Linked DNA regions of Mus musculus: region 1 is linked to region 2. Evidence: chromatin contacts called from public Hi-C data. All regions are on one chromosome and are shown on one strand. The core of a region is the stretch at or near the end of the contact, and the rest is flanking DNA. Distances in the headings are between cores, read along the strand shown.

Region 1 (6,745 bases), core at 3,067-5,566, 500 kb before region 2:
GCTAGGTTAGCTGGTTAACCAGGAAGTTCTAGCTAGAGCTCCACCCACCTCCACCTTCCCAGCTGTCGTGTCGTGACTATGTACCACCAAGCTAGCCTTTTACATGACTGCTAAAGAAATAAATTCAGATCTTTATATGTAGGCAGCAAGCACTGAATCGTCCCCCGAGATCCCTTCTGAATTATCTTTTAACTAACATGGAAATAACTCAGCGTTGTGCAACCGACTGTCAGAACTCTTTCAATCTTACAAAATGGAACCCCAACCTCAGCCTTGGTGAACACCCTCAATTTCTGCTCTGTCTACCTTGACTCCTCTTGACACCTCACCGACATGAAGTCATACAACCTTTGTTCTTTTGTGCCTGACTTACTTCAGCGAGCATCCTCAAGTTCGTGTCCACACTCAGCAGTCCTTCCCTGAATAGCAGATCTCTAAAGTTTTCAAATACAAGATATTTTTTTAAATCTACCAAGTTACAATTACCTAACTCAACACTTGGGAAAACAGAATATGCCGATTCTCTGTGCCCCAGCCTGTGTTCCATGTGTGTCAAGAGACTCTGATCACATAGGTAAGTAAAGGAAGGCCCTAGAAGGAGCCTCGTGCTGATATTCAACGGCCTCTCCAGCATGACAATTGGATGCTGATACCAACAAATATTAAAGGAGTCGCTATGCTGGGGAATCTACCCGAGTCGCCCCCTTTAGTCTTCAGAACCACTCTGAAATAAGTGCTGTTCTCTGCAGTACAGAGATGAGAACCGGGGGATTCAGATTGCCTATGTAAAGTCTGCACTACACATAGGTACCAAGAGAAAGGCCTGAAATTGATTCACCTGGACTCCACTAACAAGCTCCACTATCACGGAAGATCTGGCTCAGAAACCAAAGGACTTGGTGGTACTGGACTCGGAAGAGTCAGTCCAGCCATACACTGGATAAAGCCCAGACAAGCCACCGTCTTTCAGATACATCCTGCTCAGGTCCTGCTGGGCTCAGCACACTCTTGTGATGTTCCCCATGAAGAAGTCAGCACATGGGGAGTTAACTTTACTGTGTTTCTTCCTGTGACTCAGCTCTCATATTAACTAGGTTTTCCTAGATCTACTCAAAGAACTGCATGAAAACTGAGCAGAGGACCAACTCCCTCTCCTAAATGTTACTATCAATGCTTGACCCAAAGTCCTAAGGCAGATTAGCTCTCTGTTCCCGTGGAATTCTGGGGTCCCTCTCCCCCAGTTCCAATACTCTGTTGCTTTAGTCTCTTCCGCCAGCAGCACTGAGCCTCTGGTCCCATGCCAGTTCATCCCAAACAAATATTAGTCCTGTGTTTTACAGATGAAGAAGTCAAGGTGAACATGGAGATTATGTAACTTCTTCAAGCAAACTGTCACTGTGACCTTGAAGCCAGACTCACTCAAGACAGCTTGAAATTCAGCAGCAAGATAAGAACGCTTCCAGTAGCAGGGCTCATTCCCTTACACCAGGACAAAGGCAGTCACAAACGTTTCAAAAGCCTCTGTATTTTGGGGCATTAAAACCAACCAACCAACCAACCAACCAGAAAACCTACTTTAGAACACTTTTTAAGATTAAATAACAAAAGTACTTAAGAAAACCATTATTTAAAAGTACTCTTTAAATCTTTTGGTTCAAACACCCAAACACACACACACACAGGAGGCAAAGAAGAAAATAGAATGACTGACACCAATCACTGAAGACCAAGATCAAGAACAGGAAGAAGCCATGTAGAGGAGGTCCTCTGTTCTCATTAAAGCTGCTCTACAACCCAGCTGATACCATCTTTTTTTTTTTTTTTTTTTTTTTTTAAGAAGAGAAACTGAGAATCATAAAGACTGCACAGGTTGTTCAAGTTTATGCAGCTTGATAGTGTTGGCCTGCATCTGAATCAGGTCTGCATTGGCACATGATCTTCCCATGACAATGTGGTACTTTCCTAAATAAAAGGTCTCCCCTACTACACAAACTGAAATTACAAAAGGAAAGCCTTATTCCTTCATCCTGCAGAACTGTGTTAGACCAGGGATGGCTCCAGCAGCAGGGGGCAGCAGGCAAGAGGGAGTGAAGGTAGGTCATGACATCATGCCTTCTACAGTGGCAGTTGTGGCAGGGCCACAGGGATTGGTGAGCTCAAATCAAGGATCTGAGCTTATCCATTTACCAGTTCCAAAAAGAAACTCCACATTCAGATTTCATGTACACATTTATTCATTTATTCAGAGGAAAAAGTGAACAACCAACAGCATACCTCTGGGGATGAAAACTACTAGTGTTTTTTACTGGGTGGTTTTTAATTGAGGAGTGGCTGGCTTAGCTCTCCTTCCTCACCCCACTACTTTAGCCAATTATCTTCTAAAACATGGGTGTGGGCCCATGCTGCTGGGCTAATTGCATCAGTCCAAAATGAGCCTGGTGGGGTTTCTCCTGCAAATGGAGGAAAGAAGGAACCCTCCACTCACATCAGATTTTTATTCCAAACAGGGGCCAAGCCTTTGGTCTGGAAAGGGAATTTTGGTGTTAGATTACCAGGGATTGCTCCAGGAGAAATTCCACCCAGACTCGGCATGCAGCAACACAGGTTCAGTCTTCAGTAAAAATAAGGGAAATGGCACCTCTCTGTTTACTTTGCATTTCTCCATTTGCATATTTGAAGTCACTAAATGACATCCCAACCAACAAGGGGATGCCAATGTACACAATGGGAGTCATATATGTCAGACCATATCAAATGTCCATGTACATGATGGGCTCTAAGCTTATAATGAAACCAAACAATTCCCATCATGCCATATTGTCACTTACCATTTAACATTGAGGGATGTTCAAGTACACAAATACCACCGTGTTATAACTGCCTACAGTATTCAGGACAGTGATATATTGCATAGATTTGCAGTCTATACACACAGCCTATGCTTGCAGAGGCTGTATCATCTTGGTTTGTGTAAATATAATCTATTATGTTTGGACAATGGCGAAATGTGTTTTACAGAACATATGGCCATCATTAGGTTAAGCATGTCTGTACTTTTCAATTCTTATCTGTGTCCGTCAAGAGCCTGCTATGTGAGCTGCTTGCCTGTCCTCTCACTGCCACTGCCTTCCATAATAAAGGCAATGGACAACAGCTGGCAAGACACTCAGGCCAGTAACAGATTCACCAAAAGACCTCCTGTCTGCTTCCTGTCACCATAATTGCTGACATCTCAGCAGGAGAGCATCAAGACACCCCTCCTTCCACTCCACCCCACCCCACCCATCTCTTGCTGTGAAACTCCACTTAGGCAGTTTTGCCCCCTTTTCCATTAAGCAACTGTTCTTTCTTGACCAGTACCCTCAGCACTGGGTAAATGGACATGTGTCTCTTGAGTATAGATAACACATGTTCTATTCTCCTCTCCACAGGCTCCCTGCTGACTATGAGCGAGGGCTGTGGGCCTCTGGCCTTGCAGGGCTGAAAGCTTTCCTACAGTCGTCTTCTTGACTATACTGTCCAGAAGTGTCTCCTAAGCCTCAGTCATGTGTGCATTAATATTGTGATTTGGGCATCTCCATATGATACTTGTGTGACTATCTAATATTTTATTTTATATATTGTTCAGATGTTTGTTATAAGCTATGAAAACCTTGTATTTCCTGTGATGACTAAAGTAAATAAAAGTGACTTTACAATATCCCAGCAGAAATTCTTCCCAGCTTTTTGGGGAATTACCCACAAAAGATCGTCCTATGTAGATAAAACTATTCCTTCTACTACTCATCCAAGAGGCTCTCCTAATCCTGATCCCTTCCCTCTTCAGGGCCTCTGAAATTCCACCAGGAACCTTATGCAGATACAGAACAGCAAGGCTACAAACACAGAGCTGAAAACAGGCCCAAACCAACAACTACAACAACAATAACAACAACAACAACAAAACCCATACACACAAAAACATCTGTACACTAAGACCCTACACCTCTGAGACTGAGAACACAAATTAAGGTCAAGTATTAATTTAACTTCAAATAACACAAGAAAGCTCATTGTGAGGGTGAGGGGGTGGCAATAAGTTGCTTTTAGAAGCCAGGAAAAAATAGAAGGCAAAACAAAATAAACCTTTTGAATGATAGACAAGAGATAACTGAACAGAAACCAATTGTTCTAGAATGTACCCAGAATCCAGAAAGACTGGCTCCCTGAGAACTAAGGCAGGGAACTAATCAAGTTCCTGAGACAGGCAGTGACCTAGCACATTTCCTGACCTGCAAGCCCGCCTCCCAGAAGCCAGTGTTCTCAGCCTAGGGTTACAGCAGACACTCTGGAGACAGTACAGCTTAACTCACAAAAATGAAGACAGATGGGGATGTCACCTAACTTACATTAGCAACAGGCTGAAGGGCTATGAATGCGACCGATTGATTGCCAAGTGGGCTTTCTCTAAACAGGGATCTTGTTTCTCTTGATAGAGGACACACCAGTGTTCAGGGATGGATAGTTATGGCTTATCGACCTCCATGTTGATTCCGTTTGGGAAAGCAGTTAGGAGGGGGTTGCCTGGAGTGGGAAGACCTGCTGGAGATGCAAAGCCAGCTCTTTCATGCCAGGTTCCTGCTGCTCGGCTTTCTGATGAAGACCTGGTGCCAAACATACTGTGGGGCTCAGGTTCTCTGTCAAGCCTTTTGTGGAGTCGTGATAAATAAACTCAGAAACCGTCTTTTGTAACCTTTACGTTGAAGCAGTTCTCACCTGCAGAGGCCTGCCCAGAGGAAATTGTTGTAACTTTGTTTGGTACTCTCCAGCTTGGGCTGACCTTGGGTCACGGAAGTTTCTGCAGCTGCCTGGGCTGCTGTCCTGTGACTTGTCCTCCTGCAGATATGGGTTTATGAGAAAAGCGGGCCAGCTCTGGGTAAAGCCAAAGAACTAGTCAAGAAGCGAGAAGCACCCAATGAAATGCAGATTCTCTGTTCCCTAGTCCCCAGCTGAGTCTCATCTGCCTCAGTGAGAGCCTGGGAATATGCAGCTGTGGCCAGTAGTATGGAGGCTTCTGTGACCTGGAGGGAGACACTGCTGCAGGGTCCCTCTGAAGGACATTTCTGATAGAATCCACCTGGGACAGAAATGTTCCAGCTGCTACATCGTCTTCAGTTGAATCGTCTTCAGTTGAATTTTTCTACCAAGTTCCGATTTCATTTCTTCATGAATCCTCAGGCCCCCAAGGCTCTACTCTTCCATTTCCAAGGAGAAAATATTTTTAGAGAAGCAGTAAGATTCACTTATTCAAGTCTGCCCAAGCCTCATTTCACCGTCAAAGCCGTGGCACCTTCCCTAGCTTCTATTCTCTTATGTTGAGGAATTCCTGTGTTTAGCCATTAAAGGACAAGAAAGATTGACTTGTGCAACAACTGAATGGGAAGCAAATCGAGACAGATTCGCAGCTACTCTTTGAGAACAAGGAGCTAACAGGAGGTTTTTAAAACAAAAAGGGAAAGTTGAAAGAAATTAAATGATGAAACCTAAAAGCCAGCTTAAGATACATATTTTTTAAAAAGAGGAGGGATTTAACAAATGCTGCATTGCATCTGATGATCTTTCGGATTTATTAAAATGCCCAGTTATCTTTACGATCTAGGCAAAAGAAAAAAATGCCATGATTCTAAGCACATCAGCCCCTCTCAGAGGGAGATATCACATCCATGGATGTGAGATATGGATGAGAGATACTTTTTAAGAGTTCATCTAGGCCAACAGGGTCCCTACAAAAGCCAGATGACTTAGTTCAATCCTGAAGACCCCCATGGCAGAGGAACTGAGTACCCCAAGCTGCCCTCTGACTCCCACATGCACACAGCTCCCCATCCACACCTCCACAAAACAATCAAACCTGCAATAGAAAATTTAAAGGACCCCCAACTATACTGAATTTTTAAGCCTATTTTCCTATCATTACCATGCTACCATGTAACAACTATGTAAGCCACATTCCTATCCTCTTAGGTACCATCGGTAATACAGAGCTGAGCTAAAGCACGTGAGAGCATGTAAGCAGCTTCTATGCAACCACAGCACCGTTTAACAGCAGGAGACACAGTGTAGTATGGACGACTAGGAGAGGTCTAGGAATCGGTATCCTCAAGTGATAGCAAGAGCAACCATGCGACCCATCGTCTCGTCATGGATATCACTTTTATTAAGATGTACTTTCAAATTCAAAGCATCTGTGAGAAGTTTCTTTTTAAGATTAAAAAATTAGGTGTGTGAGTGTTTGGCTGCATGTCTGTGCATCCCATGTGTGTTTATGAAGGGCAGAAGAGGGCATTAGATCCCCCTGGAGCAAGAGCTATGGATGATTGTGAGCTGCCATGGGGGTGTTGGGAACTGAAGCTTGCTCCCTAACAAATGTTCTTAACTGCTAAGTTGTCTACCCAGCTCTCTTGCTCTTCGAGCAATCAAAACTAAAGGGACACACCCGTTATCTTTTAATCATCAGGACTTTTTGAGGTCTTAGTTTTTAAACATAAAGTACAGAAAACAGTGCACTTTCCACATTTTGCTATCAATACATTTAAAAGGTCCTATACAGAGAGACACCAAGGCGAGTTTCCATTCTAAATTAAGTTGAGCTATTTACTTATATAATCAAATCTTCATAATGTTATAAAGGCGGGATGCACTAAAAATTCAATATAAGCATTTAGCTCAGTATTAATTATCTTACAGCAGGAAGCATTTGGCATTG
Region 2 (6,303 bases), core at 3,181-5,680:
TCAAATTCTGCAACTCTTTCCTATTTGTCTCTCTGTAATTAAAATTCCCCCACCTCAAGGCAGTGAGGATAGGCAAGGTCATAATTATGCAAGATTCCCTGACTCATCTGGCACACTTATTCTTGTAAAACCATCTGACCTCACCAAAGGACTCTCTAGTTGTTTGTTTGTTTGTTTGTTTTTTATGAGTGTATCTGGAGCAGAACCCAGAGCAAGAGGTCCTCTTACATACTTCTGTCTGGGCCCTATCCTGTGAATGCCCACTGCTGGGAGACCCAAACTGCTGGTCTTTTTCTATTCTTTAAATTTTAAATTGCGTTTGTTTGTTTGTGTGTGTGTGTGTGTGTGTGTGTGTGTGTGTGTGTGTGTGTGTGTGTGAGAGAGAGAGAGAGAGAGAGAGAGAGAGAGAGAGAGAGAGAGAGAGAGAGAGAGAGGAAGAATGCATATGGAAACCACAGGACAACTTGAGTCAGTTCTCTCCCTCCCTCCCTCCACCACCTCCCTCTTTGTAAGTTCTGGGCATTGAACTCAGGTCATCAGGCCTGGCAGTAAATAATATTCCCTGAGCTTAGACCCTGATGTACACAGAAAGGAGGAAGCCGGCTGTGCAGGAGTACGCACCCTTCCTTCCCTCTTGACTGAAATCAGCTGCTTCAGGTTCTTGCCCTCCTGACTTGCCCTCCATGGCGGATTGTCCCGTTGAACTAAACCCCCAATAAACCCTGATTTCTTATGTTGCTTCTGTTGGGATGTTTTAACCGCAGCAATGAAGAAGGAGGAGACCCCTGTTCTCTGAAATTTCTTTATTGCTTTGGAAAAGTAAAATTACACATTGTTACTTAATAATCCTAAAATCTTGCTGGCTTTAAAAACAAGGAATTGATTTGGACTCCGACTGCTGAGGACCTCTGGGTCTAGGGAGAGAGAAAGGGTTGAGGCGGGCCCTGCATAGGGCAGAGATCATTTCAACAATGCTCTGTGTCAGATGTGTTTTTGTATGTTGTTTTTAGTCTTATTCCACTTTCCTTGTGATTTCTTCTAAGCCTTGTGGGTTACTTAGAGGGTGTTGTCTTAGTTTCTAGATCATTTGTCATTCTGTTATTATCTTCTACTTTATGAATTGTGTGATTTCAATTCTAAAAAAACAAGAGACGAAAACAAACAACAATAAAACCTCAAACCTGAAGCCCAAGTCGTGACCTTATTTGGGTCGCCTCTTGGTAGCTGTTCCCTGTGCATTTAAACAATGTATGTTCTGTAGCCTGACGAAATGTTCCAGAAATGGCAATTAGAAAGTAGAGAGAGTTCTTCAGTCTTTTTGATACTTTGTGTATTTATTTTATTCACCAACTACTAAAGGGTTCTATAGCATGTGGGTTTAATTCTCACTTAGTTCTCTTGGTGTCTGGTTCATGTATCTTAAGGATCCCGTTTTAGATGACATAGTCTATTGACAGTATAGACGTCAAGTCAATAATGATTTGATCCCATTTTCATGGTGAATTGTCCCTTGAAAACTCTAGGGTTATTTAGTGCCCTGAAGTGTCCTTGGGTATTAATGTAGCTATTCTAGATCTCTTGTGATTTTTGTTTTATGGCTGTTTTGTTTTGGTGTGTGTGTTGTTTGGTTTTGTTTTAACTTATTTGTATCTTTCTATATTAAACATTTTTTAATAGATGTAGTGGCTTAATCTATCATTTTGTTATATGTGTTTTGTTTGTCTTGTCTGTATTTTATTTTTTTCTTCTTTAATTTTTTGCTTTGTTGTAGGTTAGTTTTGCATTTTATTAACCCTATTTTACTTCTACTATTTATCTATTACACTTACTATCTTGCCCTTTGCTTTTAGCAGACAGTCTAGGGTATACAATATTTCATTTATTACAGTCTACCTCCAAATTATATTTATATCCTTCACGTATATATATAGTAAGAACTTCCAGGAGTGGTGATACATGGTTTTGTTTTATTTTTGTTTCACTTTCCAAAACCTTTTTTGCCTTCATGTTGACAGTGCCTTTCTTTAGTTGCTTTATGCTTTCTGATATTCAGAGTGACTGGTGTATTAGAATTCCATCCCTGTGCCTGAGGAGAAAGAACTTCTATCAGTAGTCTCTTGGCCCCATAGAGGATGCTATGGTGAGAGCAGGTGGAAAAAGAAAAAACAAAAACAAAAAACCCTGCTCACACAGAAACCCCAACATCAACAAAAAGAAAAGGGGGTCTCTTTCAAGAGAATAACCACAGTGACCAAATCCTCGCGCAGTAGACCCTGTCTCCAGAGAGTTCTACCAGCTCACACAGTAGCACCACAGGCAACTAGCCATGCCTTCAACACACATCTTCAGGGGACATTCAAGACACAAGCGATGACACCAAAACCAATATCCAATTCTACTCTTTGTCACTCTCTAGAGTTGTTGTTGTTGTTGTTGCTTACTTTTTCTTCTTGTGTGTGAAGTGTGTGTATATGTGTAAGCTCACATGTGTGAAGGCGGACGTGCATGTGTGTTATGTGACAGTTAAAAGTTCAACCTCAGATGCTATCTCTCCGGCAGCAGCCATCTTCCCCATCACTGGGCTGGAGCTTACCCAGTCAGCATGCTGGGCAGTCAGAGAGCCATGAGGAACCATCTGTCTCTGCCACCCCAACCCTAGGCTTACAGCATGCACAACCATGCTTGGCTTTTAGATACATGGGTTCTGGGAGTGATGTTTGCAAGGGGAGCATCTCAGTGCCCGAGTCATCTCCCCAGCCACAGACTTTCCCTTGACTTTGGAAGTCTGACCCAGATACACATTTACACACTTTTCTTTATTGGTTGTGTTTGTTATCGATTTGTGAATTGTGCTTTTTGGTTTACATGAGATTAAGAAATTTTTGTCTAAAGTGTCTTGAAATATTTGTCTGCCCTCTCTTTTTTCCTCATTTATAATCTAATTATATACACATCCGTCTTCTGGATGCTTTTCTGAGGTCACTGGTGTTCAGCTCTTTTTTCTGAGACCCACACCCACCCCCTGTATTTTTCCTTGTACTTCAAAATCTTTCCTGTGGTTTTTCAGTTCACTTTCCTTTTATGATGTCTAGTCTGCTGCTAATGTCATTTGGTACATTTTTCATCCAAGCATTTTTATCTTATCTCTAGTTGTTTAATTTAACTGGGATCTCCCCCCCCCACCTCCATATATTTTCATTTCTTCCCAAAAATTCTATGTGTCTCCTTTTTATCCTAGTTTGGGTAATTTTATTTGCAGTGGTGCTTTACAGTTCTGACCTGTTGGGTTCATCGTCATTTGTGTTCCTAGGTATATGCGACATCACATTCGGACATCTCTGTATAGCTATTAATTTTCGATTTGAAGCTGAATTTTGTGAAATCTCTATTGTATTCCTTTAAAAATATCCACTTAGGGGTCACAGCCTTTGCCTCAAGCAAACCAGGTTCAGTCGTCCATCCTCAACAGGCCAATTAAAGGAGCCAAATTCATAGAGAGAAGCAGAGGGGGGAGGTTTACTCAGTAAATCTCGATGTGGTCATGCTGGGGAAAGGGACAGAGAGAGCCAGTGACTCTTGCAGTCTGTCTTCTTGAGTGACGTGGGGATATGGTTTAAATAAAACACAGTAGGTATTTATAAGGAAACAGACCAGCAAGGCACAGTGCTCTGACAACTTCCTACAAGCCGGTCTGCGGTGAAGCCCAGAAAATCCAGGTCCCTGATTCAACCTCAAATTCAAATTATATCTAAATCCTTGCATTTAGCTCAAACAACAAGGACAGAACCAATTGCTCTTAATAGTCCAGAATAGTCATATGCATTTATTAAAAAGGCATGCCAATCATAATTTTTAGAGCACAGGAGAGGGGGGGAGGGAGAGAGAGAGGGAGGGAGAGAGAGAGAGAGAGAGAGAGAGAGAGAGAGAGAGAGAGAGAGGTGGTGGTGGTGGTGGTACAGGCCTTCAATCTCAGCACTCAGGATACATAGACAGGCAGATCTCTAAGTTCGAGGCCAGCCTGGTCTACAGATTCCAGTACAGCCAGGGCTACACAGAGAAATTCTACCTTGAAAACAAACCAAGTAAAATAAAATAAAATAAAAATATATTTTTTAAATTAAGTAGCCAGACTTACTTCCTACCCAAAATTCCCTACTCCGGTATTTTGAGCTCCAGGAACAGAGACAGTGCGTCTTGCTCCACTGCTGTGTAAGGTCCTACCTCCCTACAACTCTCCCTACAGTGTACCAAGGTAGTAAAGCCATTGTTTTTCATAGATACCTAAATTACAGCAGAGTTCTCCTTAAATCTGGAGTTCTCTTGACTTACTTGAGCAATCTGGCATGTGACAGGAAAGGTTTGGGTCTCTATTGAGCCATTTGAGACACAGACACAAGGGTGTGGAGACACAAGGGTTTATGTAACTATGGAACGTGTCCAAGTTGGGAAGCTCTTTCCGCTGTGAACTCATCAACAGACTCACCCATTAATGGAGTTAGTGTCTTTGTAATTCAGTTACCTCTCAGTAAGAACATCAGACCAGAGCCAAGACTTCAACACAGCCTCTTAGGAAGGACACTTCATATCCAAGCCATAACCGAAAGATCTGGAAGGGGCTTCTTCCTCGGTAACAGTAATTTCCAGCTTTTGTCCCTAGACATTCTTCAGCTTGGAGCCACAGCTGCCACCTAGTGGTCATGGTGGAAACCACAGGCGACCAGAGAAACCGAAACCAACGCAGTGTACCTGCAAGCTTGGAGTAGCAAGGTCACATTTTAGTCGTACTCTGTTGCATGTAGCCGTACACATCTTCCCAGTACATCCATGCCAAGGTGGTATCAGGTAGCCTCATAGTGAACACAGCATCCTGATGACCAATGCTAGTGTAAACAGTCAAGTAACACCTCCCTTTTTGTTTTGCTTTTACTCGCTGGCTAATAGAGAACATTTCTTTTCGGGTAAGTTAAGTCAGCATTCTACCGCTTCTCTGCAGAGAGGTGGGCTGTGATGGCTGCTTTCCACATCAGACAGATTTATTTGTCTGGTACAAATGGCTCCGTGGTTAAGAGCATTTAGTGCTCTTGCAAAGGAACTGAGTTCAGTTCCCAGAACTCATGTCAGTCAACTCTCAACTGCCTGTAATTCCAACCCCAGGGAACCTGACACCCTCTTCTGATCTCTACTGGTACCTATAGTCATGCGCACACACACCCCAGACATGCACATAATTACATCCACAAAAGGAAAATAAAAATAAATATTATTAAAAGATTTTTAAAAAGACAATACATCTAGAAAAAAATGTAAAAACTAGAAATCCATAGTTGTTGTTGTTGTTTGTCTTTCTTTCTTTTTCTTTCTTTCTTTCTTTTTTTTTTTTTAGAGAAAACTGTAGTTGGCATTCTGCTGTGTTGGTTTTTCAGGGGAAAAAAAAAATCTAGAGGCCCTAAGATGCAGAAATGGAATTGAGGATAAAATGGAAAAGGGACTCAGCAAAGCGAGGTAAGGAAGTCATGGGAGAACCCGAGGGACCCAGAGATTGAGTGCTTTCTGAAGAGCAATATAGTGGGAATTGGTGGCCGGGAAGGGTGTGGCGGGCATCTGGGCACTGGCGACAGAGGAGGGTGTGGTGGAAGCTGGCGACAGAGGGAGGTGTGGTGGGCATCCAAGCAATGTTTTCCAGTTTGCACACGTTGCACAAATGGCTGGCCCTCTCTGCACTTGCTTTTCATGTGGGAAAAATAAAGACGTGCACCTTTTCAGATTCAGTGAACTTAAAAAATACCTGGGGCAGAGTTGATTTAACCCTCATAGGAACGGTTCATAAAGATAAGACTCAAATATCTGGCATCCACTGTCATCTAAGACTTCCGTTTCTTCAAGGGCACCTGCCCTTTAACACTTGAATAAAAAGAAGGAAATCCATTTCATCTGTCAAGAGGAGTTGGAGTTCTCTTCCATCCCTCGCCTTTGGCCATGACCCCTCACCGAGGCTGCTTGCTCCCATCACTCCTCCCATGATCCCTTGCTCTAGTCAGCTTGCACTTGAAGCCTGTGTGCATCTTGATTTCTGCACAGCACGATTATCTTAATACAACTACATCCACACTGTGGACTTTTACCGAGAGCTTGGCACAGCACGGCAAACACTGGAAACTTTCTCTGCTTGTGTCTGCTGATAAAATGTCTCCAGCCATTGCACATACTGGGTACTTTCCTCTAAGTCCCTAACACCCTCAATTATTCAAACCTTTCCCACAAAGATTTCTACTTTTTATTTTAACTAGGCCTATTTTAAATATA

What was found. Hi-C and Micro-C count contacts between places; a contact is called where the count stands out from the background.
Region 1: a Hi-C map of the N1E-115 cell line shows a contact between it and region 2, with 8 times the contacts expected there. A contact is called at or near these places in 3 of 484 Hi-C or Micro-C datasets (the AML12 cell line, the N1E-115 cell line and bone marrow-derived macrophages).

Annotation. Positions count from the first base shown.
Region 1 is chr19:16,524,827-16,531,571 of GRCm38.p6, reverse strand. All of the region lies in intron 1 of Gna14 (guanine nucleotide binding protein, alpha 14), which reads right to left. Among named protein-coding and RNA genes, the nearest start is that of Gm41811, 55 kb to the left of the region's middle.
Region 2 is chr19:16,027,793-16,034,095 of GRCm38.p6, reverse strand. No RefSeq gene overlaps it. Among named protein-coding and RNA genes, the nearest start is that of Gm32026, 33 kb to the left of the region's middle.